Linked DNA regions of Sus scrofa: regions 2, 3 and 4 are each linked to region 1. The links are chromatin contacts, called in public HiChIP or PLAC-seq maps. All regions are on one chromosome and are shown on one strand. The core of a region is the stretch at or near the end of the contact, and the rest is flanking DNA. Distances in the headings are between cores, read along the strand shown. Region 1 overlaps ARPP21 (cAMP-regulated phosphoprotein 21). Region 2 has its middle 39 kb from the start of ARPP21. Region 3 has its middle 170 kb from the start of MIR128-2. Region 4 has its middle 21 kb from the start of ARPP21.

Region 1 (6,652 bases), core at 1,601-4,100:
AAAGTGTACAACACTGCAGGAGTGTGGGGGTGTAGAAACCATTAAGAAGAGGTTTCACAATCCCTGTGACTCGCTACTTGAGTTTGCCATGTTGTCACAGTTCATGGAACCCATTGCATCCGTGCAAATATAAAGGCACCTAGAAAGCTTCTCAACCATAGCATCTATGGACTGCAAAATACTCATCTGAAATGTACATCTTTTTGGTTGTCTCTGAGATTAAAACCAAACTTGTTTTATATGATGTTCCTTTTCCTAGCATAGCCCCAAATTAGGCTTCTAAATTCTCTAAAAGAAGAATCATCTTTAGTCTTTTAGATGTCTAAAGTTACTCCTTTTACTCATTTCTTTTTTTTTTTTTTTTTTTTTTTTGGCTTTTTAGGGCTGCACCCATGGAATATGGAGATTCCCAGGCTAGGCGTCAAATCAGAGCTACAGCTGCCGGCCTACACCACAGCCACAGCAATGCCAGATCTGAGCCAAGTCTGCAATCCACACCACAGATTATGGCAACAGATTACAGATCCTCAACCCACTGAGCGAGGCCAGGGAACAAACCCACATCCTCATGGATACCAGTTGGATTCGTTTCTGCTGAGGCACAATGGGAAATCCCCTTTTATTCATTTCTTTTCACCAGCTTGGCCTAGGAAAGAGTGTGGCTTAGTTTTACCAAGTCATTTCTTTAAGGGGGTATATTAATGTTAGTAAGATCAGTAAAGTGGCCCAGTGTTCTGAGGCTTGGGAGCCATGCTTAAGCTGCCTTTCCTATTGGAATAGTAGCTTTTCACCTACTTGTAAATAGAGCATTAGGAAATAGCATGTGGTTCTTTCTGCCACAAATAGCATTTACTGTTTGTGGTGAAACAGTTCCTGCCACAGTTGTAGAAGACTCTTGAAGAATGGCCCCACCAACACCCAGCCTTCAGAAGTGCACACGTATTTGATTACACGTTTTCACAGGTGGGCAGTGGCTTTGTCAACTTCCCTTGACACCATAATGGCAGAGTATTATTTTTGAGCTTGCTAGATACCATGCGGAAGAATTAAACCTAAAAGGTTAAACTTATAAACAGTAGCCTGCTGACTGTCTTCCTATGCCATGATTCTTTATGTACTGATAGGCAGTTTGTGTTTTGTATGTGATTTCTGTGACAATAGAGAGGTGATGTGGAATTATGTTGGTCAGTGAAGTGTTGTTTGGTGTGGCAAATAGAATTAATTAATTGTCAATAGAGACCCAGGAGAACAAGGAGAATGTCTATCAGTATTGGAAAAACATGAAGGTCATAAATGGCTAGAGGAATTGTCCAGCCCTGTCATCCTTCATTTAAGAGACTGGAGGTACAGTGAGTTCTGTGCTCTGCCCAGAGCCACAGTGTTTGTCTCTGTGACCGGAGACCCCATTGGGAAAGCATTCTTTTCTCTTACTTCTGTTGGAAACTGCCTCTTCCTTGGAACTAGAGTCACACGTAGCCAGATGGGAGGGCAGAAGAGGTGAGGACAAGAGGGATTCCCAGCAGGACTTGCACTCAGTCTCCTCACCCATAGGCAACTCAGTGTCCATTGCCTGCTTTACTTGTTGACTTCTGGGTTCCACTCTTGAGAAACAAGATGTCTGGGTGGAATGTTACATAACATTGTCGTCACGCTTTTTATCTATCGGAGTTTGTTCAATGATAACAATACATTACACATATGCTGTGTGCAGGAATTGTAACTGCATGAAGAGTCTGGGGTGAGTGAAGCGGGAACCATGTAGCAAAGATAAATGACACAGAAGCAGTCTCTTAAGGGACTTGAGTCAAGAGGAAGAAAAGTGACTCTTGAAATCATTGTATTGTTATATACATTAGCAACTATTTGTAAAGGCCTTTTGGACTATATTCAGATGAAGAAGATTTTTTTTTGGCTGGGGTTGTTTACTTTCTCCTAAAAGATATTGATAGAGATTGACTTTAACAGACTGACCTTAACAGACTCTGTGAAAACCCAATGCATGTGAAAAATTTTTTAAAAAATTTAAACCAAACCTAATATCAGATTTGGCTCAGGTTCAGTATTCTCTTTTTAAGTAGCAAATGTAGCTGTTCTTTGAAGCCATTAAAGTTCTAATTTTGGTTGCAGTTGGTTATTGCACCCCGTCAGAAATATAATGAATTTGGCAAGTTTAATGTGAAGCATCTGGGGGCATCTGTTCAAGTATCCAATGTCAATATCAGCTATTCTTGGAAGTGAGATAAAAAAAAAAAAGAATATTAAAATGGAAAACATCTTCCAGAGCTTCAGAAATTTGCAACAGAAGAAATATTTACTAAACTGTCCTCCAAAAAAGCCTGTCTAAATTTTAGAATGTTAGAAGAGACCTTAAATAGATTCAGTTTAGCCCAGGACCCTCACTTAATCACAGTCATGTTTATGGTGAGGAAACCAAGGCCAAGGATGATTAAGTTACTTGCTGAGAACCAGACAACTGAGTACAGGTCGTGAGCTGAAGTTCAGGTTGCCATACAATTGGTCATTGATTGGCACAGCCAACCTTGTCTCGGAAATCAGGAGGTTTTCTGCATCCAGACATGAGGCCCTGGCCTCCTGGGTGGCCCCCACAGCCTCAGTCTCTCTATCACATGTCAGTCCTGCCTTTCTCAAAGCCAGCCTGTTTTCTTTCCAGTCCAATGAATTTACCTCTGCAAGATATAATCCTCCTCTCTTTTTATTCTACTTTATTTCAGGCAGTCATCTGTGTGGTGATCATGGATTTCTTAGTCGCAGATAAATTAAAGGGCTTCAGATGCCTGAGAACAGCTGCACAGGCTTCGCCTGGGTTAATGTGTTGATGTCAGCCTCTTAGGGCAGGGTGCAAGCTGGAGCCTGGCTCAGCTGTTCTTCTAGAACAGGGCTTCTGTAACAGAGCCTCACATTAGATTACAATTATTTTTGCCTATAGCAGGCTGTTCTTCATAGATATTTTACTTTCTATGGAAGTGAGATAAAAAGGATTTTATATTTCAAAAGATGGTTTTCTTAGCCTAAGCATTGAGTTTCTTATTATTCAGGGGACTCAAAACTGTCCTGAAAAATGAGTGGAAAGTATATCATCTTGAAGATTAAGCATGTTATTAGAGTGTGATGCCTTCTGGGCAAACCCTGAGGGTGGTATACTCTTGGCAACAAGTGAATTTCACTTTCTTAAGTTATAAATAAAAGCAACGTGAGTGTTTTCTCTCTATATGCCAGACAGCATGTTTACTGTTGATTACTGTGTAATCCTCACCCCAATCCTATGAGATTGATAGCATCAATTGTATCACCTCCCAAATTTTATAGATGATGGAGACAGAGGTATGGCAACAAGTTACCACCCTGGGAGACACAAGGAGTCTGTCCCCGAAGGCTGGGTCTTCACTGTAATATATACTGCCTCTTATGACCAGATGTCTTTGCCTGCAAAATAAAATAGCAATCATCTTTGCTTTCTCCCACAGAAATGTTTTTACTGGTCTTAGGATGAGATGTTTGCATCCCCTGAGATGTGGTTAGGTTCATGGTCATGGTATTAGATATCAAATAGTGGTTCCTTCACACCTAGGTAAAGCAGTTGTAATACACCTATTTTTAAACTGCTCAACTATGTCCTTCATCATGATCTTGTTAATAATGCCAGGCCGCTTAGGAGTTATCAGTCATGAAATTTCATCATAGGAGCTTTCCAGGGACCCTCACCTGCTGAAACACCAACTTTCCTTAATTAAAATTTTATTCTCAAAAGAAACAGCTCTGTTTTTTAGTCAGTTAATAATGAAACTAATTATCATGCGTGGCTTCAGCTTTGGCCTCATCTATTTAAGTGTGGGCATTTTTAGCCTTGTGTTCCCTGGCAGTGTTATGAAAGCAGCATCCGCCAAGTTGTTACTGGGACATTCTGCCCACTCTGTGTTAATCACAGTTTTGTAAGATAGTGTCTGTGTCCTGCCTTGGCTGGTAGACAGTTCTGTTGATGGGAAGGTCCAGAAACCCAACGGCCCAGGAGGGTGTTTTTATTTTAATGTAGCTGAGATAAGATGGAGAATGCCCCCCCCAAAATATGCTTACCAATTTAATAGCAGATTAGAAAGGATGTCCCAAATGACAAGCAATTTTTTTAAAGACATGGCTGGAAATGCTACTAAAGGAGAAACATCTTCAATGATGTACTGTATACTTTGGGATGTCCGTAAGACAATTCCCTCCTATATTCAATTCACAAAGACCTCTCAAAGGAGCACCCTGCTTCTTTTAGCAGCCTCTCTCTCTCCCTCCCTCTCTCTCTCTCTCCCCCCGAGAGAGATCATAGATGCCTGAACTTGTCTAAGTGACATTAAATTGCTCTTCATCAATGCAAATTTATTCCTTCTGAATTCCTCAAGCCCCCCCCCCAGTTCTTTTTAATATTTAGGATCTTGCTGGAAAAGTGTATTGAGAAGTTAACTCATTTTAATCGTGTTATATCTGAATGATAAAGAGTGAGAACTGCTCATCTCTCCCCGGAGATCAGGAGTTTTAAATTCTGGATTTCATGATTGGGTTTCTGGAGTTCCTGAAACCAGAGAAATTTTGTGCAAAATTTTTTTGTGTGTGTGCCCCAGTAATATTGACTAGGAAACAGGTTCAAGACTTCCATTAATTTTTCAGTGTAATCTGTACTCCTTTCAGTGTAATCTGTACTCCTCCGTACCTGCTCAATGTCAGTGCCCTTGATCAATAAACTTCCTAGGGGCACCTATTTTTTTGTCGCCTCCCTTTCAAAGGTTAGTGAGGAAATGAAGCAGCAGTTCCTACGCTGTGGACATTAGGTCTTCTGGGAATCCCTGCTGTTCAAAACAGTAAATATGTTCATTTGAAGAAGATTAATACATCAAATTATCATAAGCCTCCTCCACCATCCCCCCAAAAAAGGAATTCAGCAGATGAGGCCTGAGTAGGACTGAGATTAGAGGAGAGAGCTGCCATGACTCTGTCATTCTTTCTGGCACTATTTTGGACCTAGTTATCTGCCAAACCGATTTAAATAGTTTCAATTTGAAGCCATACATTATTTAATTGATATGCATAAAGGAACACTGGTTAAAGGCAAGAAGACAACAGCAAATGTTGCAATGAAAGTTATGAGGAGCACAGAGTGACATTTCTCTAAATTTGCATCAGTAAAAATCTTCATTCAATTCCTGAAAAAAGTATATTGATGTATACATAGACATATATGCATATGCATACACATGCAAACACATGTGTGTATATATGTGTGTCTGTGTGTTTGTATGTGTACATGCCTATATATGATAACTGAAAAATTTCTCATCTGAACCCATACTCATTTGAGAATGAAAAGTAAGACTGTTAATAATTACACTAGAGTAATTGGCATTAATAGACACTTGTGGTCACCCTATATATAAATGCAACATTTGCCTCCATTATTTACAAAAAAACAACTGTGTTAGAAGTTGTTGAATTAAATTTTAATCTTAATTTTGTGCCCCTTTGTACAGTATATATTAAATAAAAAACGATGATTAGAAATAAATGAATACATACATACATTCCAAAGTTTGAGAGGAAAATAATGACATTTATATCCAATTTATTTTTTCTGTAGGAAAAGTCTATCTATAATATACAGTGTGTTTTTTCATGGATTTTTTTTGTGCAGTGAGCAGCCAGAATCCTTTTGTCTCATGTCATCAGTTAGAAACAAAACAAAAAATCATAAAAATCAGCTAGTTGATTTTTAATACATTAAGTGTAACATTTCCAAACATCAAATAAAAAAGCATTTTTAGTCTATTTTGGTACTTCAACATGCCTTTAACCTAAATGCCCATTTTATTATTTATTTGGTTCCTAAGTTCAACATTTTGAAAGGTATTTAATCACAGATCATGATTTCTTTTCTCACATAGTTAAATAGAAAGCAGATGAAACACCACGTATCATTTGTTACATGGGAAGAAGTAAAATTGATCCAGATATATCATGAGTATGATTAAATGTTACAAATGAAAGAATACTATAATATAATCAATAATATATTCATTGAAAATAATACTATTTTCATAAGAATCACTTGCTTAATCTTCTTGCATAAAAATAGTACAGAATGTTTAGGTTAGAAATAATCATATAATGGAAGATTCTTTGTCCCTTTGCAGGGATTTCAGGAGTCCTAGGTGCTGGGAAGCATAGTAATAGTCTAAGGAGTTTGGAGATGGGCCCCAAGTGAGAGCATCTGCCAGGGGAAGCAGAAGAGGGGGTCACCGCTTTGTATCTTAGCTGATATGAGAGGGCTCCAGGCAGTAAGTAAGTCACCAGAAAAAGATGGAAGGGCACCTACATGAACCCAGGATCCCCTCAACCCCCTTTTGCTCGAGACATGATTTAGATGAAGAGGAGCTCTCCTTTTCCTCAGTCCTTTGATAGGGAAGAAAATGTAGTCCCTGGCTGGTGCAGCATAGCTTTGATTAGGAGACAAGAGAGAGAGAAACTGGATCTATTCTTATATAAGAACAGAAGGAGCCTCACGTTTCTCTGAGTCCTTGGTGATAAACATGGAGCAGAGCTTCTAAACAAAAGAGGCAATACCCTGGCTGTCTTAAAGTTACAACCTAGAAATCAG
Region 2 (6,652 bases), core at 2,557-5,056, 150 kb before region 1:
AGCTGAAAAATTGAGAGAAGGACAAGTGCCAAAGTTATGCTTCGGGTTTTGGAAGAGACAGGATCTTATGGTGAATCCAGGAAGTAAGAAAGTTCGACTCTTAAAACATCTCATCTATACTTGCAGCAGCTGAAGAGTAGGGAAGCTAACATGTCTCTTGGGGAGCTGAATATCTGATGAGTTAGTCCACTGGGCGGGCATACTTCAGTGCCTTGTTTTGATTATATCACAAGTCCACCCCTCCTGCGCATTTGGTTGTGGTTCCTTCTTTTTATCTTTAGTTGTAGATATTTTCTGGTAGGTTTCAGTCTTTGTCAAAGATGGTTGCTCTGCAGGTACTTGTGGTTTTGGTGTGCTTGTGAGAGGAGGTGAGCTCAGAGTCTTTCTATTCAGCCATCTTGCTCCATCCTCCATTGCTTGTGTTTTCATTAGAGTGCAGCCTAGCTGAGTAGCTGAATCAGAACTAGCAGCTCTGATTTGGAGCCAAGAGAATCTCTGAGGACTGGAAGAATGAGAAGGTAGCAGGTATAAATAAAGCATTAATTAATTTACTGATTTATTCATCAACCAAAAAGATTACTAAACTCCAGAAAGCATTCAATCTGAGAGTGGAGAAAGATTTGAGTGAAAATAAGTATGTACCACAATATTTTTTAGGTAAAACACAGGTCATTCCTGAGATAAGAAAGAAGCCTAGGAGTTTCTGCTGTGGCACAGTGGGTTAAGGACCTAGCATTGTCTCTGGGGCGGCTCAGGTCACTGCTGAAGCATGGGTTCGATCCCCAGCCCAGAAACTTCCATATGCCTTGGATGTGGACAAAAATAAGAAAGCCTAACGCAGAGAAGAAATTATTTTCATCACTGTCATTTTTATTTACTGTTCATATTAGATGCTGAGAAAACTCAGGTTTGGGAATCATTAATTTTTTCCTCAGTAGGGATGGGGTGGCATTTGAGCAAGATCTTGAAGAATGAGTGTATGCCAAAGACTCTAGGCTACCCTCTCCAAATACTGAAGATGTGCTGTGAGGTGGTATTATGCAGCAACCATTACTAGTGCTCTGCCTTATGTAACAAGAGGCACAGCATGAAAAATAAAGGGTCACAATTATTGAGTTCTAATCATGATTGCCAGGCTTGTTTCTTTAGCTTAGAGAGTTAGTTCTAATAGCTACAGAAATCAATGAGACCATGGTTTACTGTAAGTCTTTTAGACAGAGCTGCTGCTAATTGCTCCGTAACTGTGGGTCAGACCGTGTTATCAACATTACTTCTCAAGTGATCCTGTTCTGGTGTAATTCTCCTTTTAATGGCTATTTGTACACAACAGCAGAGTGAGAATGGCCCTTGGAGACATCTTGTCCAGACTTTTATCATTGGAGCCTTTTCTCCAGACACAATACTATTTAACATTGTAAACAAATCAAAGAGAAGGGCTGGACACAAGAAGCCTTGTGTGGCCTGGTCTGTTTAACCACTGCCCAGACTCACAGCTACAGTGACCCTAGAAGAAGCTCTGAGGACACCCTGTCACCTCATCAAAGAGGGTGATCATTGTATGGTCTGACTGTTCTTACAGGTAAGGAAAATGATACCCAGATTAATTAAATGATAATTTTAGGTCATACACAAGGATTGCCAGTGGTACTCAAAATTCATATTACCTCTTATTTTAGCATGGTTAATATCCCAAATCTCCTTAGTAACAAATATCAGGGATTGGGTACAAAGTGTACAGTAACATTTTGGCTACTTAGAATAAAATTCACTTAATTCCTCCATCTCCTCACATGAAACAATATGCAGTAGAGTCATAAAATCTCAAGGGCTTATGAACAACACAGAATCCTTGACCCCATTCTGGAATTAATAAATTAAAATGTCCTAGGTCAGAATGAGAGATATTTGAGGTGATTTTGATATAGTCTGTCAGCCAATGGAATTAAGATTTGTCACAGGACTTACTGTTCTAGGGGACGTGTAACTCATAACACTTTGGAACTTAGAACTTCATGTGCAAAAGAATGTGTGACATTTCACCTAACCACAGGGGCAAAATGACTTCAGCTAGGGAAGAGTTACATAGAGAATTACCAGCTGCAGTTTGGATAAGCAGCGGGCCTTTCCACCTGCCTTGTGCAGATTTCTGCGTGAAACTCATTGGTCTGACATTATCACATGAGAAAAGACTATGGAAGCCACCTCAATAGTCTCCTTCAGTTGTCCCTCTAGATGTAATCATCTGACGGTAAGAATCTGTTCTGGTAATACTTTGCCTTCCAAAATTAAGTCTACTAAAGATCTCTTGGAAAGACTCAGTATGTCAAACGTATTCTACTTTGATAGTGTTTAAATTAGAAAAATCCAAATTCATCCAAAGTATTTAGAGATACCTTTCATTATAAAATAACGAGTTTCACAGACTTCAGAGGGATCTCATACATAAGAGTTTTATCTCCATTTTTTATAGAGATTGATGGGGCTGAGGGAGCCCACATCTAGTTAGTGTTGGGGCTAAGCCTTGTGTCAAAGGCCAGGAGAGTGAGTAAATTTTTTGAATAAATTATTAAATGGTATGTATATAAAATCAAGTTTCCTGTAGAACCTTATATACATGAAGTTTGAAATAGTTTAGAATAAATAAAAACAAAATTGGATAAAGAGGAAATTTAATTCAAATTGGATTATACATTACTTGAGAACTTTCTAAATCATTACTATTATTTTTCAGCTTGTGTTTATTGTAAATCAGTTTTGGCATACAGTGGTTTAAAAGGGATTCATCCTTATTAGTTTCTCAGCAAAGGGGGAAAATGCAGTGAAACTGCTTAATTTTTATGACACTGTGATTTTAGATGGAAATTTTTCTACAAAGAGAGCAAAGGCCAGCATACTAATGGCAATGATTCTAGAGACTGTTCTAAGAAATGCTTAGGCCCTTAAGGAAACATGCAAGCCTTTTAACCATAACTCACACTTGTCAGCAAATTCATTTTATACACTGAAATGTGGCTTTTGGCAAAATTCATGGCTCTGCCTGGCTGTGCCTTTGACTATGGCTTAAGCAACTGCCTCTGACATTTCTCAAGTCCATCAGCTGAGGAAAGAGATGGGAAGAGGCCAGCTCTGTCTCTCGATGAGAACAGAAACAAGAGGCTTTGCTATCCTCCTGCCCTCTCTGCCCAGCCACCTCTTTTTGCCAGTCCTTGCTGGAACAATGAGAAAGGTAAGAGATTCTCAGGAAATGCTGCTTCCTGATGGTGAGGTGTCTTGATCTTTGTGCCAGCAAATGTTGTGCTTGGACATGTATTGACTTTTGAGCCAAATACTAAGTTTGAATCTTGTTTTCTCCTCTGAGATTTTATGCAGATTATTTCATCAGTTTGAACTTGAGCCATCTCTGGGCCTCAGTGTTCTCATTTATGGAGTGAGAAAGATTAGAATACTAGCTCCTTCTCAGATTTGCTGAGTTCACTCTTTTTTTTTTTTTTTTCCATTCCTAGAGCAAATTTCTCCTTAATGATTATTTTCTCTGCAACCTTCATCATAGATTCCATTCCAGATGTCTTGCTTTTGCCAGGTAAACCAGTTAGCTTATGTTAGGTAATGAACCACCCTAAAACATTTTAAATACTTCAAACCATTCCTGAGCTCAGGGTTCTTCACACTGGCAATTTGAGCCAGATTTAGCTGGATGGGGTGTTATGGATTTGTCTGATCTTGGCTGGGCTTGATGTATAACTGCATTTAGCTGGTAAGTCACTCAGGGCTGCCTGGGACAGGTGGACCTTTCTGGAGAGGCTGGGTTTGTTCCCATGGAAATAGCAGAGGTACTGAGAGAGCCGAGTGGAAGGCATAAGACTTCTTGAGACCCAGGCTTGGAACAAATACAACGTTTCTTCTGCCACATTCTTGGCTAATCAAACCATAAGCCCAGCACAGATTTAAGGGGCATAAAGTGTATTCCTTTTCTTAATGGAGAAACTGAAAAAAATTGGTCCAGTGTTTTCAGTCTACTAAACCAGGTAAGCTCTTTCTAGAAACAATATTAATTGACAGAAGGAATGGTGTACTTCAGAGGATGCTCAGTTCTTCGTCACATCATTGAATCTGATTATCGTCATCTATAAAGCCAGGCATTTGTACCAAAGCTTTGCTATTTTATTTTAATTTAAAATTGCATCTCCTTGTGATTCATCCCAGAGCTAAGACAAGCATGGATGCCATGCATTCATTGATTAGGGGGTTGGGGCACCTCTTCTTTTTTTTTTTTCTCTCTGACAGGTGTCCTGGGAAATCCTTCTGGAGTAGCAATCTGGACCTTCATCTCATTTTGCCAATCTGATCACCCTAGGGTAGGATGATTTAACAGGAGTAATTAATCATTGTGTTTTCCGAAATTGGAAGCCAAGGCACATTAGCCTCATACCAGAGAGCATGTATGCAAGTGAGGGGGTTATGAAGGAGTGTGTGTAATGAGAGAGGTGAGAGTCTTATAATTAAGGAGGAGCATAAATAATAATGAAAGTCATTAGTGCCACTCGGTTGAAAGAATGTCATAAATGTAATTGGGGCATTAAAGTGAAATCCATTATGACAAACATTAACACATACAAAGGAGGGGAAAATGTGGTTATCTTGAGTTTGACAGATAGTGTCAGCTTCCAGTGGGGCCCAGATGGCATTCAGGAAAATGTTATGAGCAGTTTTATTTTAATATTTTTGGTTATGTGATATTTGGGAATCGAATGACACAAACACATGAGGAATTTTTACATGCCTGGCCTTGAAGCGGCTGGCAAAGAAGGGAGGTCACCGGAGGCAGCAGTGAACTGGAGGACTTCCATCTCGGATGCACGGTGTTTTTTTTCCTTAGGTGTTGCGATAACTCAAGGCATATGATGTAGTCTGGCATTTTTCCTCTGTGAAATTCCCCGTTGAACCAGACATGCAGTTTGGATGCTTTCTTTAAAAAATAGCAAAGTGTGGGGAAAGCGACAGAGATGAGAATGAGGACATTTAAACAATTATGCAGGAAATTATATGATGCTAAAATTGAACATGGACAGACTGTTCAATGGCAGGATTCCCACTCGTGCTGAGCTTTGCAAAGGAGGGGATTTTTTTTATTCTTTCTCTATGGGACTGTAATTTTTGAGCATGAAATAATTCAGAACATAAAACAAAAGAAAATTTTAAATATGTCTAGAGATGGAGGCAAAGAGAAACAAAAAAGAAGGCAATTGTTACAAATATGAGAGAATTAGGATGGTGTGTGTTTGGGTGTGTGTTCATTTGTTCGTCCAAAAGGAGGAAATGATAAAATATGGCAGTGGTTTGGAAAGAGAGATGTTCTTCTCTGGGGTTTCTTTTCAGGTCAGGACATGTACAAAGGAGATCTAGTCTCAGCCAGCAGGGGCATCATGAGAATTCAGTGAGTCTGTATATGCAAAAGGCTTAGCATACTGGCTAATGGTAAACCCTCAATAAATGGGAGCTCTAATAACTATCATTATAAGTGTTATTGTACGTCAAGGCTGGTAGGACAATCCATAAATAGGGGGAGTTCTAGATTATTCATGCATGATGTCAAGGGGGAGGGATATACTGACTTCTGTGTCATGTCCACCGTATGCAAAGAGATTTAGATGATATATTAGCTTATTTAATCCACATGGCAAAGCTACTCAGTGGGTATTATCTACAATCAGGGAGAAAAAAGGATTAGATAGTTTAACACCTTTAAAGCAGTTAAAACAGTTACCGGTACATAATAAGAGCTCAATAAACGTTAGCTCTTATGATTGCCACCCTCAAAGTCACCCAGCTAACCACTGGGAGGGGGAGCCAATATTTAAATCCCTCTCTGTAATTGCACCTCATCTGACTCACCTGGAACAATCTGCACCCCCACAGATGAACATTCTAGGGTGCAAAGGCCATAGAGATAGCTGGGGTTGTGACAGAAAGCTTGTGAAGCTTGGAGCCAGGTGCTTACGGTGAAATCCCCTGATGTAGTCCCTTAGATTTACCATTTGTGTAGTGTACACACAGTCATGGTGTTCAGAGTTCCCTTCAAGGAAATATTGGTTACCTCAGTTGCTGGGAAAACTGTTGGGGTATCTTATATTAGATCATGGCCCTTCCTGAGATGGTCCATGCTTGATCTTGATGATTGATGGCCCGGGGGGAGTATGAAGGCATAGACATCCCCACTCAGTAGGAACAATTCAGAGGGGCCATTATAGCTCTAGGGCAACTTGTGTGTGTGCATGTGTGTATGCATTTGTGTGTGAAAATATTGGTGAAGCTGTCAAAGTTCCTACATGACTACTGGACTTCTCCCTCCAATCCCATCCTTTCCCAAGTGCTCTTTTTTTAGTAAACATTCTGTAGATTAAAGTCTGGTTTAGAATCTGCTTCTTGGGAAACCCAAGTGGTGACTGTTTCGAATCTGCCAAGGGAGGCAATATGGTAGCTACCTAATAGATTTCTATGAAGATGTGTGTGGAGATAGCCTATTCAGGCAGAAGCACAGTTCTGAGCACATAAAGGAGTTTCAAAAAATGTTAACTAAATCTAAAGCTGATTTGACTGAAGAAAAGATAATGAGCACACATCATAATATAGCACTGAGCGGGATCATTCAGGG
Region 3 (6,652 bases), core at 2,155-4,654, 140 kb after region 1:
TCACGGCCTCAGGTACAACTGGGCTTTGAGGCTTGTTAAAAATGATGCTGATAACTTTTAAGATTTTTATGGGATGCATCTTGTCCTTTCCTCAGGGTTTCAAGGGATAATATGTTTGCTTCGTTGTAGAAAGCCCCTGAAATTCTCTCCTGAAGAAATCTGTATTCTTTTCTCTTTGTACTTTGCTCTTTTGATTTACCTGTATCTCCACATGTTATTTCTACGAATGTGTCTTTGGGCTCCTCAGAAGTGAAGGTTGAGACAGGGATTCTTGTGCATGTCATTTTTTTTTTATTAAAGGATAGCTGATTTGCAATATTGTGCCAGTTTCTGCTGTACAGCAAAGTGACCCAGTTTATACACACACACACACACACACACACACACACACACACATTCTTTTTTTCATATCATCTCCCATCATGTTCTATCCCAGGAGACTGGACACATTTCCCTATGCTATACAGTAAGACTTCATTGCCCAGCCATTCTAACTGTAATATTTTGCATCTACTAACCCCAAACTCCCAGTCCATCTGACCCCCTCCCTACACCCCCTTGGCTGTTCTCTGTCTTTGAATCTGTCTCTGTGTCGTTTCTGTTCTGTAGGTAGGTTCATTTGTGCCATATTTTAGATTCCACATATGTGATATCATGTGGTATTTGTCTTTCTCTTTCTGACTTACTTCACTTAGTATGAGAATCTCTACTTCCATCCTTGTTGCTGCCAATGGCATTACTTCATTCTTGCTTATGGCTGAGTAGTATTCTGCTGTATATATGTATGACATCTTAATCCATTCATCAGTCAGCGGACACCTAGGCTGCCTCCATGTCCTGGCTATTGCAAACAGTGCTGCTATGAACATAAGGGTGTGTGTATCTTTTGAATTGTAGTTTTGTCTGGATCTATGCCTAGGAGTGGGATGACTGGATCATATGGTAGTTCTATATTCAGTTTTCTGAAGAATCTCCACACTGTTCTCCAGAGTGTTTGTGCCAATCCACATTCCCATCAACTGTGTAGGAGGGTTCCCTTTTCTCCACAACCTCTCTAGCATTTGTTGTTTGTGGACTTATTAATGATGGCCATTCTGACCAGTGTGAGGTGGTCTCACATTGTAGTTTTGATTTGCATTTTTCTAATACTTAGTGATGTTGAACATTTTTTATATTGCACATTGTTTATCAAAGGAGTACTCTGAGGGAAATGAAAGTGGGGGGAAGCAGGGTGGGGCAGAGAAAGGAGCTGAGCAAATCTGTGGCTTCATCTTGATCCCATGGGGACTCTGGAGCCAGACTTGTACCCTAGAGTTGTTTGCACTTTGTGGTGAGGAAGCCATTCTTTTTCCCCTGTCAGCGAGTTGTCCTCAATGTGAAGGAGGGATGGGCAGGGTTGGCTGTAACCCTCAACCGAGGAGGCTTTACCTCCAGTGGAGAGCAATAACATCATGATGCTAATGATTCATCAACGTCACCTGGGAATTTGTTAGACCATCACTTCTCAGAGATCTTCCCAGAACCTCTGAACCAGGAACTCTAGAACTGGGACCAGGAAATCTGAGGGGCAAAAACTCTCCAGGTGATTCTGATTCATAATAATAGCTGAGAACAATTGTAAGTCAGTTCTCCAGAGAATGGGTCAGCATTCACAGCAGCTGCAGGATGGGTGCACAAGCCTCAAGAAGGAGACTGATGATTTCTATTAGGGCTCAGGGACGCTTTGTACAAAGAAAGAAAAATGGAGGCTAAAATCTTAAATTTGAGGAGATGTTAGTTGGTTAAAGGAGGTATAGTCTAGATAGGGGGAGAATAATATATCAAGGTTCTAACATGAAAAAAAAAGGTTATAGTTTATTGAAGAATTGACTGAAGGGTCATATGGCCAGAGCATCAGGAGCTAGGTAAATAATGGTGCCAGGTGAGACTTGAAAGGTATGCTGGGGTCAGAAGAGCACTTATAATGGCTAAAAATAACTGCAGTTTACATTTACGGAGCACTTGCTATGTGCCAGACACTTTGCTAAGTGCTTCTTACACATTTTAATTAGTCCTCATAAAAAACCAGGAGATTAGATGAGGACATTGAGCCTTATTCACTAGCTCCACAAGCACAGTACTGAGTTATGGAGCAAGTTTTGATGGAAGGCTTTATCTGGGTACAAAACTCCAACTCTTAACCACTACCCCACTCTGACGTGGTGTGGATTTTTGTTTTTGTTTTTGTTTTTTGTTTTTTTTTTCAATTTTTACAAAAATTACTTTTTTTTTTTTTTGGTGATGACAGAATGTTTACTCATTAAATTTTTTTTTTTTAATTTTTCCCACTGTACAGCAAGGGGGTCAGGTTATCCTTATATGTATACATTGCAATTACAGTTTTTTCCCCCACCCTTTCTTCTGTTGCAACATGAGTATCTAGACATAGTTCTCAATGCTATTCAGCAGGATCTCCTTGTAAATCATGAGCTGTAGTGTAGGTCACAGACACAGTTCGGATCCTGTGTTGCAGTGGCTCTGGTGTAGGCCGGCGGCTACAGCTCTAATTAGACCCCTAGCCTGGGAACCTCCATATGCCATTGGTGCAGGCCTAAAAAGACAAAGACAAAAAAAAAAAAAAAAAAAAAAGGATTTTTGGATTCTTATTCGAAAAGCCATGGGAAACCACTCAAGATTTAATTATAAAAGTGGTGTAGTCATGTTCGTATTTTATAAAGCGCATTTTAGCTGCTTTCTGGAGAATAGATTGGAGAGGGCAAGATTATATACATGGTAAATAAGTTCATGTGCTTGACATTTGGGAATGTTTAAGTAAATTTTGGTAAAAACACTTGATAGACCAGAATTCTATGTTTATAAATAGCAATTACAAATAAATATGGAAAATAAACATGCAAAAATGCTCATGTGGTTATTGACAAATAGAAGGATATACATTTGTATTTATTTCTACCTATTTTATTGAGATATTATTGTTACTGGAAGGGGGACCCCTGTCACTCCCTCCTTTTGGCCCCTCTCAAATTCTCCGGGTTGGTTAAGTTTCTGTAATAGTGTAACAGCACAGGAGCACTGTGTTCCTTATCTAGGACTTCCTATTGTGAGACAGCTCATGCAAGTAATTATTATTGTGTCTGGCTGAGGCGGGGGGCGGGGGGGCAGGTGTCCCATCGATGGGTCCCTAAAAATGCAATTGACATATAACATTGTGTAGGTTTAAGGCATCCAACATGAAGATTTGATACACACACATGCCTAAAAACAGAAATACAAGTTCTAAATATTTATCTTGCAAAATAAACGGCAATTGCCAGCCATCTAATCCAAAAGTACCTGCCCCCTACTGCAACTATTCTTTTTTTTTTTCAAGCCTCCCAATTATTGCAGCTATTCTTATATTCCCCACTCAACTTCAGAGAATGTGATTTAGTAGATCTGGAGTGGGGCCCATTTTTTTAAATCTACACTAAAACTAACCAAAACAACCAAGTTCCCTAGCAGATTTAAATACACAGATTTAAATACAGGTGTCCTTACTCAAAGGACTCTGCTTGCTACTACGCCCCCTCCCTGTAACAAGCGCCGAAAACTCCACCTCTCCCCAGTTTCTTCTTACCTCAGGATCTGCTACAGATTGCGCAAGAATGTTTCCCCCAGTCAAGGCTAGATCTCATCTTACAGGCACTCTCGTAGGTCTAACAGCTGCATTTCTACGATCTTTGCTCTGAGTTGGGCAAAAGACTCTGGCGGTGCAGAGGTCCACAGCTCACTGATCCTCTGGTTTGAACGTTGACCTCAGAGGTGAGTCAATTAGTACCTCTCACGTAGGTTGCGAGTTCGCTTAACTTGTGTATTACCTGGGTTCCTCATTCTCGGATTCTGGGCCTGTGAGGTGCTGACCTCGAAGCCTAGGGAGAAGGTGGGGGCGGGGGCTGGAGAACTGGCAAATAGAGTGGTCTTGATGTAACAAAGACCCCGGGGCTGAGGAGGTTTAGGGAGATCCGAAACTGGGGCGGGAAGACAGTCCGAGAGGGTCCAGGTGAGAGTGTGGAAGGAGTAGAAGAGATGTAGAACTGGCAATGGCTGCACTAAACATTTATAGAGGAAAAATAGACACAAAGAATATATATCAAGAAGCAAACCAGGAGAGGATTTCAGCACATTATTCCAATGATATTGCAAGATAGGGACCCATTTTTATTCCCAAACAGGATGAGACCCTATTCTGCAGAATTTGGGCTTGCATGGAGAGAGAAACAAAAAGATTGTGTGCTAATCCCAATTAGAGCCAAAATTTGAATCTGGAAGCCAAACTATGAATACCCTGGTCCAGAATTTTAGCTGAAGTTATTTTTCTCTATGCAATGCCTCCATTTGGTGTAAGAAAGTACTGAGCAGCAGCACTTTTTTTTTTTTCTTTGACTATTATATTAGGCAAACTTTTCTCCAAAAAGCCATTTGCAGTTTTCCCAGTTGGATCTTGGGTCATGTGGAGATGGCGTTTTGCCATCTTTGGACCCTCATTTACCCTGCCTTTTTCTCTCTCATCTCTATCTCCACACCTTTCTCTCTCATCTCCATACAGCTAGTTTTTGAATGACTCCATCTATTGGTGCATGCTGCTCCAGTTCCCAGGCTAAACATCAGAGCTGAAACAGTTTATCATAGCTTCAGCCTGTCCACCTGTTGAGATCTGGGTATTAAATTTTATTGCCTGTGTCACCCAGTGTCTGGTTTTCTAGGACTGAGATCCTGCAGCTTTAAATGTCAACACTTTTTTCCATGGCAGGACCTCCTGCCTTAATCTCACTTTTTAGCTTAAAAACATCTTTTTCTTTTTTAAGCTTTTTCATTCTATTTTCAGAATATATCTATTAGCTAAGGAGAATTTGAAGCACTTTAATTACTATGTAAGGAAATAGGGATGCTGATAAATGTTTAAAATTATACATGCAAATGTAATTATTTCTATACTATTTTGTCAGACTCTCCATTCTGAGAAAGATTTTTTTTTTTTTCCTGATTACATGTCACTGTGTGTTCCGGTTTCCCTTTTACAGGAGTGATGGTCAAATCCCACTCGCTTACAGAAATCTTTCCCCTTGCCTTTTCCACTGGATGGGAATCTATATTCTACACCCCCAGGCACACTAACACATATGTGGCATTTGAATGAATAGTAGAAAACACAACAGTAGATCTGCCTGGAAAAACCCTACAAAATGACTGCCATTTTTCACACATTTTTTTTCTTCCTTTTTTGTTTTTTGTTTTTTTTTTCTTTTTAGGACCCGAACCTGCGGCATATGGAAGTTTCCAGGCTAGGGGTGGAATTGGAGCTACAGCTGCCCCTGAGGCATATGGAGGTTCCCAGGCTAGGAGTCAAATAGGAGCTACAGCTGCTGGCCTACACCACAGCCACAGCAACGCGGGATCTGAGCTGCATCTTTGACTTACATGGCAGTGCTCAGGAATGCCAGATCCTTAACCCACTGAGAGAGTCCAGGGATTGAACCTACTGCATCCTCATGGATACTAGTCAGATTCATTTCTGCTGTGCTACAATGAGAACTCCCCCATTTTTCTTTTAATATCACCACCAGTAATTTCTTTGTGTTAAGAAAGAGAAGGTTATTCATTTCATTTAAATATAAAGATTTTTAAAATCATTTCCTAACTGCTGAGAACTTCTATGTTATAGCAAATTGGAAAGATGCATGAAGTAAGGATTTCTGAATCAGAGTCTCAGCCTCTGGAGAATGAATAGCTTGAAGGTTGCACAATACTATGAAAACACCCTGGAGAAAGAAGGTGGAGAAGTGGGCCCAGCACACAGAAGAGGACCATCCCTGACCACTACCATTGGCCTTGCTTATGGTATGTTTCAGGTACATTATCTCATTTAAGACACATTTAGTCTTACGAGTGAGGTAGCATTCATGTCTCAGAGAGGAAATTGAGGATCAGAGACAGGAGACACTTTCCAAGGTCATGTATCAAGTGAGTGGCTGCATTAGAACACAATATTTTTGGATTCTAAATCTGTGTTTTTCCCCATATCCCACAATTTAAGGACTTCAGATCTTCACTAGGACCAATATCTGTGCTTGCTCACCTGTGTTCCTCCAGTTCCCTCAAAGCCATCTGTAGTGTAGCAGTCCTCCCTTATCCACAGGGAGTATGTTCTAAGTCCCCAGTGGATGCCTGATACTTGGAATAGAACCGAGACCTATATATAGTATGTCTGTTTCCTAGGCATCCATACCTACGATAAAGTTTAATTTTAAATTAGGCAAAGTAAGAGATTAACAACAAAAACTAGTAATAGAATAGTCATACTGTAAAAATGTTATACAAATGTGGTCTCTCTCTAAATATCTTATTGTACAAATGTAATGTTTTTTTCTATCTTAACTAAGCACTTATATATTGGGGCTCTAACTTTTTTGCAGTTTAAGGTACAACAACAAAATTAGCACAAATTTATTTTTCCCTCACAATTTCATGGAAGATTGATTTTTATTGTAGATCTGAGCAAACTTCGCATGTGATTTTTTTTTCCCTTATTGAGAATTTTTCCCTTTTCACATAAAAGAAGCACTTTACAGCTTCTCATTGGCATATCCAAACTGAAATTATCACCAGTATTGTG
Region 4 (6,652 bases), core at 2,297-4,796, 130 kb before region 1:
GTTTGCCAGCATGTAGGTGAGCTTAACTCCCCAAGCTGGGGTTACCTGGTTACCTGTATGCCTTTTCATTTCAAACATTATCCTAGATAAATTCAAAAGTGTCCAGACCAAGAGAGTAACAGCACAGCTTCTGATATTCAACCTAAACTTGTTTGGCTCAACACATGACAACCAATAAATCGGGAGACAAGTTGTTAGAGCAAGAATAATGACTTTATTCAGAAAGCCAGCCGACCAAGAAGATGGCTGACTAATGTCCTAGAGAACCATCTTACTCTAGTCAGAATTCAGGCTTCTTTTATACCAAAAAGGGGAGGTAGGGCCAGGGTTGGGGGGAATGGTTGGTTGCTGCAAACTTCTTGCTAAGGAATCCTTTGTTCTTGCAACTGTCCATGTAGGTCAGGTCAGGATGTTCCTGTAAACCTCCAACAAAATAAATGTTATTTGCTGTTCTACAACTTTGTATCTATATGAATGGGAAAGTGTTATATCTTAAGGGCCAGAGCCTTGAGAATAGGCTTTCCTGTATATTTCAAGATATAGGCAACAGTCTTAAAGCAAAAGCAATAGAATACAAAGGTTAAAGTAAAAGAAACAGATCCAATATTGAGTCAGATTTGTTCTTCCCTATTACACTTCCTCCCCCCCACCACATTACCACTACTTCCCACCCCCAAACTTAGGATACTTTCAGTGCAGAAACACCTCTGCATCAGCATTGTAGATGTCACCTACAAGTCCAATAAGGTAGATAATCACTTTATGAGTTTAAAAGTAAGTATAGGACAGGTCAAGAGCTTTAAGAAATGGTAACTGTTTCAAATTATTTAAGGAAATACACTTTCCAAATGTGTGGAAGAATCACTTATTGCCTGCCTAATATTCCCAGAAGTATATTTCAGTCCCACACTGGGATGCAAAATTTAAAATGCTAATTATCTATATGGCCTCAAATAAGCTTGAGCCTTCTCTAGTTCCTAATTTTTTGACTATATATTATGAGAAAAGGTAGAAAAATTTAGCTGAATTAAATTAATGTTATTCTTTTGGGGGATGCTTTCCATTGTAAATAAAGGCTAAGCTCTGAGAAATTGCATTTTTTATCATTAAGCTTGTCTATTCACTGGTAAGATATAGAAATGGGTTTTTTGTTTATTTGTTTTAACATAATCACTGAAGTGTGTACAAAGAGTGCTGATTGAATTCCCCTTCCTCCTGTTCAATGGTTATAATTTCTAATCTGGTTTATAGGATGGAGTTTGTGTGTGTGTGTGTGTGTGTGTGTGTGAACTTTCAGAGTGAGATCTGATTCATTGTAGAAAGACTGTGTGTTAAGAAAACACTGTAAAGGTTTCCTGTTAGTAGATTACCCATGCATCCATTCAGGAGATGGTTAGGTGTAGTTCTGCATAGAAGAAAAATCAAGCACACTGACCCTCTTTCAATGAAGTCCAAGTTGTGTGAATTTAAGACACAGCACAACCTGGCACAATAGTTTCCCCCAAGGAAAGTAGGTTTTTTTAGAACATGACTTGAGATGAAGGAAAGGAAAAAGAATTAGAAATACTTTTAATGAATTTTCCCTTGAATTCCATATGGCTGGAAGGAGAGGAGAAATGTCTGTCAAAATGCTTCTGGAGAGGACTGAGTCAAAATGCTCAAAAAATAGATTAACATAAGGGTCTTGAATTCTTTAGGCTTCATTTGCTGAAACTTCGTATAGCAGATTTATTCTTATTCCAGCACAAGCTGATCCCCAAGGGTGACAATTTCTACTGTTTGGGAAATAATTATCTATTCATCAAAGACCAATGTAACCTTATCCTATTTTTTTCAATAGCATTTACTAGAACTACACATATCTGTTTGGTATTTTAATCAATGTCTTAGCATATATGAACAGGGGCTACAGCTGTTTGAAATTACATTCTTATAAAAATTGGAAGTCATATCCCTTAATAAATTTGTTTATAATATCTGTCATTGGTAATGGATGTCAATAAATGAACTAAAAGGACATGGACATTTTCATGGCATGGTTTTACGCTAGTTATTTATTTGTTGTCTATTCATGAGGTTACTAATTGCAGCTGGTAAAAGTTGATTTTCTCCTCTTCAATTTATTGTGGAATAGGGCATTCATTGCACCAGATCCATAGTTATTCAGCGTCTACATTTCAGAAGCTGAATTGCTGGATACTGTCAGAATGAGCTTTGGCAATTCCATGCAGGCATGTACAACTATAATTTTGCTTCACATTAATAACAGCCTGGCAAAGAAGCCCAGAATCAAATGCCTTGCTCTCAGCTGGGGGCAGAAAGCCAGAGTGATCTGTCTTGGCTAGTGACCTATAATGTTGGGAGAGTAGGCTCGACATTCACTCAGGAAGGGTGGGCGGTATTCCGGAAATGTATTCCCATTCCTCCACTATTCCCTTTTTTTTTTTTTTTTTTTTTTTTTTTTGGTAGTGTGTGCCTTGAAACAATGGAAAAAAAAATGAATTACAGGTAATAAAAATAGCACATTTCCAGAACAAACGGGAAATGCAGCACTTTTATTTCTTGGGATGTCAACTCTGCGCCCTGCCCCACGCCCTAGCCTGCCCGAGTTTCTGCGGCACCTCGTTGATTCTCAAGCAGCACTCGGTGGGCAGAGGGCTGGGCGGGTGCCCACTGGGAATGCGCTTGGCGCCGCGCGCCTGGTCTTGGGGTCTTGCTCAAAGCCTCGAATCTCTGAGAGCTCTGAGGCCAAGGCTTCACTGGGGTGGAGTGAGGTGTTATTGTTGTGGGATATTCTCTGCAGAGTTGGCCTGGAGAGTGAGCCCCAGAGGAGGGGAGTGAGCCAAGCTTCGCCGACAGTTCACGGGAGTCGGGAGGCGCCCGGGTGAGGTACGTGGGGTGCTCGACCTGGGACAGGAAGGACTGCGTGCCCGCGGGTGGAGAGCGGGGAGTCCGCGTGGAGGGGCAGGGGGAAACGTGCCAGTTTTCTCTCTGATGAATGATGCTCACGCGAGCGCGCGTGGCTCACCCGCTTTGTCTCCAGCCCAGCGGCGGGAGGAGAACCGCCGAGGGATGGATAGCACCTCACGCGCCGTCTGCACGGGGCAGGTGCCCGCTCTCCTGCTCGGCCAACTCATGCGCGTCCCATGCCAGAGGCCGGGTCCCCACAGGCGCCCGGCCGCGGCCATCTCCGGGGTGTGGCGGGTCGGGGGCTGGAGTCTGCCGGCCGAGCAGCTGCCTCTCCACATGCCATCCGCGCTCGCTGCCTCTAGCCCGGGCGGGGACCGGACACGGCCAGGGCTTCGGGGAGGAGCCGGGAGCGTGGGAGGGCAGGGGCGCGAGGAGGCGGGGAGGGGGACTCGAGGGACCCAGGGACGCCCCGAGCTGACTCTCTTGGGGGGGGGGGGGACGACGGGAGAGTGACAGAGCGACGGACAGGTGGAAGCAGTTAGACAGCTGGAGACGCGGAGACCAGCACGCAGAGGGAGGGAGGGAGAGGCAGGGGAAGAGGAGAGAGAGGAGGCAGGAGAGAGAAGCATCCTTGTGCTCCCTTCCTCCAGACGCCCTCCTCTGTCCGAGGGAAGCGGCCGGGGGCACTGAGTGGCATAGCGAGAGAGATGTAGGCACTGAAGACGTGAAGGACCCTGCCTTGCTAGTAGGACTGAGCGGCAGAAGGACAGACAGACCAACGCGAGGGGCAGCTCGGAGAGCGGAGCGTGGGACGAGAAGCTCGAGGGCTGCCAGGCTGAACGACAGACGGCCAGACAGACAGAGGTGCTGGGACCCACTGCCAGACAGACAGGAGGCGGGTGCACCTTGGTGCTCTGCAGCTAGCAGGGCGAAGAAGGCAGCAGCGGCGCCCCTGGAGCGAATTCTGAGGAGCAAGGTGTAGCCGGGGGCCGCGGGGTCGTCTGCCTAAGCCGCCGCAGTCGCGGCTGCTGTGGTCGCTGCAGCCCTGCCGGCAGCCCAGCGGACGCCGCAGAAAGGTGTTTTTACTAGCAATTAAATAAATCGACCAAAAATAACAATAATAAGCCAAGCCAAACCAAACAAAGCCAAATCAATCCGTGAGAAACAATTTCAATAAAAGCCAAAAACTAAATCAAATCAATCAAGGCACCAGGACGCTGGGGGGATATCCACTGTTTGGTCAAGGTAATAATCAAGGTCTTCCGACGTGAATGTTGTACGCCCTTTGTGGGCTGTTTTTTGTTTGTTTGTTTGTTTTCCCCTGTCTGCCTTACGTCTGTGTTTTTCTTTCGAATTGTTCCTAATCTGTATTTCTCCTTGGTGTTTGTAGAACACTATTGTTATGTCTGTATTCTGTATTTTTATGTTTTGTCAAAGGAGGGGTAGACACCCCCTCGCCCGAGTGAGGCAGACTTGGAAAGCTAGGAGAGAACTGAAAAGGGCAGGTCTCTTCATCAGAAAAGTCTGCAGTGATTTCTGCAGGTGTCTTGGTAGAAAGTTTGCAGTGCTCTTATGTCATTTGAAAGACCTATCCAAGGAGCCAAAAGTTCTCATCTGTGGTCTTCACAGGACAGGTTCTGACTCCCAATGGTTTTGGGGTGAAAAGGTGGTCAGTGTTATATTTACATGTTTGAAATCTGTGTTTCATTGCAAACTCCAAATTGAACTTCTCCTGTTTCAGGTTGTAGATACGGTGGTAGAACTGAGTTGAATTAGAAAGGTGTTAAGAAAGTTTCTTAGGAAGGAAAATTGACTCACTGGATATTTATGCATAGAAATAAGGCTGGAGTGGATGTGGTTGCTGTCAGCTGCTTGGGTCCCGTATCCGGAAATTACAGGACAAGGACAGAGTCCAAGCCTGAAAGGAAAAGCAAAGAAGAAATTGAAAGTTATAGGATGGAAGGCTAGTAAGTGTGATATAAGGCTGGAGGAAATCACTTTCACAAGCATTTGGGATATCCATTTTAATTTCTGATTTTTTAAGTCTGCTGTTATGACCTTTCAGCCTCTCTAAATAAAAATGATATTCCCCAAAGTTGGAGTGAATCTAGACAAGATTTCATTTCACTGCTGAGTATATCCAAATGATTCCCACCTCTTTCTCATTCACTTTGGAGGTCAAAATGGCTATGATTGTTTTAAGAAAACAGAGAAATGGATGACAGGAAATCATTTTTCATTTGGTCAAAGTTAGACAACCTTTGACACTTGAAATTAAATGCACCTACTCCTTTGATTCTCTGTATTTGTGTTACTGCAGAGTTTGCAGGTCTTCATAGGATTTTAGTGAATGTCATTTTCACAGGAGGCAATCATTTGGAAATTTAGTGCTCTGGCTATGTTTTGTGCAATAGCAGAGTAGTCAACTATCTTGGTGGTAATTGCTTCTGCCCCCCTCCTAAAGTGGATGCACATGAGAAATTATGCATACACTCTTTTCAGTCTTACATGGATTTTTAAGGTATGTATTTGTGTTCGATCCTGTATTTTCCTTCTTATCACATTCTTATACTTAGTATCACTTCAACTAACAGAATGTTTTTAAATTTTCGGGAGAGTGTATTTAGAATATTCTTCCAGGAGTACACTTCCTCCTTGCAAAAGATACAGAATGCTAACCTATTGCTACTTTTGCTTATTAAGACTAATATTTGGTTTAAAGTAATTTACTTTAAATGTGGTTTTAAGACATTTAGACTCCTGTGCATAGATGTCTTAATTTACCCTCATATACTCTTACTTTACCCTAACTTGGCTTATGTTATCTGATAAATAATATAAGTTGCTGTGGATCAATGCCTAGTCAACAGAGTACTTTGTTTAGATGAGGCATATTTACGAAACTTATGCAGCTCCAGAAATTAACTTTCAGCTTCTCTGTGACTTAATTTTACCCCATGCTGATTTCTCTTACAGTATTCAGCTCAGACTGAGACGGATTTGTGTGTGCTATTAGATTTGCAAATTGCCGATCTCTCAGTGACTTTCCCTCTTAGATACCAGCTGAGTATGGTTACCTTGAGAACTGTGGCATTAGCCCTGTTAGAGCATGCTCCACTGGGGAGTTCTGTGCAGTCTATTTTTAATGCTATTTAATGAAGGAGCTAGCGCCTCACTCAGCAATACGAGGAGCATGATGGAAGAGAGAGCAGGGCATGGTTATGGATACGGAGAAGGATACTGGGAAAGGTACAGACTGGCTACTGGATATGGTAATGTTCCTTAGTCCTACTATCTTGTAGTAACAGAAATCTGTTGGTTTTAGTGAGAGAATTACACCTGAATAGTTTGATATGTGTTTTCATCAACCTCTTCAGTAATTCTTAGAAAGAAGACTCATTAATTTGAGTGCCTTAAAACTTCAGGGAGATAGTAACTAGGGAGTTCCTGTATATATACTATTTTTAATACAAGTTGTCAGGTGCTTGGGTGGTAAGAAGTACAGAAATAATTTCAGATTCCTAAAATATTGTACTAGGGAAGGGTTTGGAGCTTGTAAAAAGGTTCCGGGCATAAAATAATTAACATCCTTCTAATATATGATGAGAACTTGAAGCTCTGACTTGTGAATTTCTTTTTCTTTTTTTAAATAAACTTTGAGTGTAGGTCAAGTTTTGTGACAGTGAAGTAGGAAGTTTTGAACTTGATAGAATATTTCAGTTGTTTCTCTCCTTATTTTGAA

What was found. HiChIP or PLAC-seq counts read pairs in DNA pulled down with a chosen protein or histone mark.
Region 2: a contact with region 1 is called in an H3K27ac HiChIP or PLAC-seq map of skeletal muscle. The contact joins two enhancer-like sites. A contact is called at or near these places in 1 of 47 Hi-C or Micro-C datasets (skeletal muscle) and 1 of 2 datasets of contacts at active chromatin or transcription factors (skeletal muscle).
Region 3: a contact with region 1 is called in an H3K27ac HiChIP or PLAC-seq map of skeletal muscle, with 2.9 times the contacts expected there. The contact joins two enhancer-like sites. A contact is called at or near these places in 2 of 47 Hi-C or Micro-C datasets (fetal skeletal muscle and skeletal muscle) and 1 of 2 datasets of contacts at active chromatin or transcription factors (skeletal muscle).
Region 4: an H3K27ac HiChIP or PLAC-seq map of skeletal muscle shows a contact between it and region 1. The contact joins two enhancer-like sites. A contact is called at or near these places in 1 of 47 Hi-C or Micro-C datasets (skeletal muscle) and 1 of 2 datasets of contacts at active chromatin or transcription factors (skeletal muscle).

The regions. Positions count from the first base shown.
Region 1 is chr13:21,064,916-21,071,567 of Sscrofa11.1, forward strand. The region is part of intron 20 of ARPP21 (cAMP-regulated phosphoprotein 21); the gene reads left to right. Among named protein-coding and RNA genes, the nearest start is that of MIR128-2, 30 kb to the left of the region's middle. Within about 2 kb of position 2,851, at least 10 of the 83 cell types and tissues checked have an H3K27ac peak or open chromatin away from gene starts, as enhancers often do. A contact at or near this core is called in fetal skeletal muscle and skeletal muscle, where this site is marked.
Region 2 is chr13:20,912,660-20,919,311 of Sscrofa11.1, forward strand. No RefSeq gene overlaps it. Among named protein-coding and RNA genes, the nearest start is that of ARPP21, 39 kb to the right of the region's middle. Within about 2 kb of position 3,807, at least 4 of the 83 cell types and tissues checked have an H3K27ac peak or open chromatin away from gene starts, as enhancers often do. A contact at or near this core is called in skeletal muscle, where this site is marked.
Region 3 is chr13:21,205,262-21,211,913 of Sscrofa11.1, forward strand. No RefSeq gene overlaps it. Among named protein-coding and RNA genes, the nearest start is that of MIR128-2, 170 kb to the left of the region's middle. Within about 2 kb of position 3,405, at least 4 of the 83 cell types and tissues checked have an H3K27ac peak or open chromatin away from gene starts, as enhancers often do. A contact at or near this core is called in fetal skeletal muscle and skeletal muscle, where this site is marked.
Region 4 is chr13:20,931,450-20,938,101 of Sscrofa11.1, forward strand. No RefSeq gene overlaps it. Among named protein-coding and RNA genes, the nearest start is that of ARPP21, 21 kb to the right of the region's middle. Within about 2 kb of position 3,547, at least 16 of the 83 cell types and tissues checked have an H3K27ac peak or open chromatin away from gene starts, as enhancers often do. A contact at or near this core is called in skeletal muscle, where this site is marked.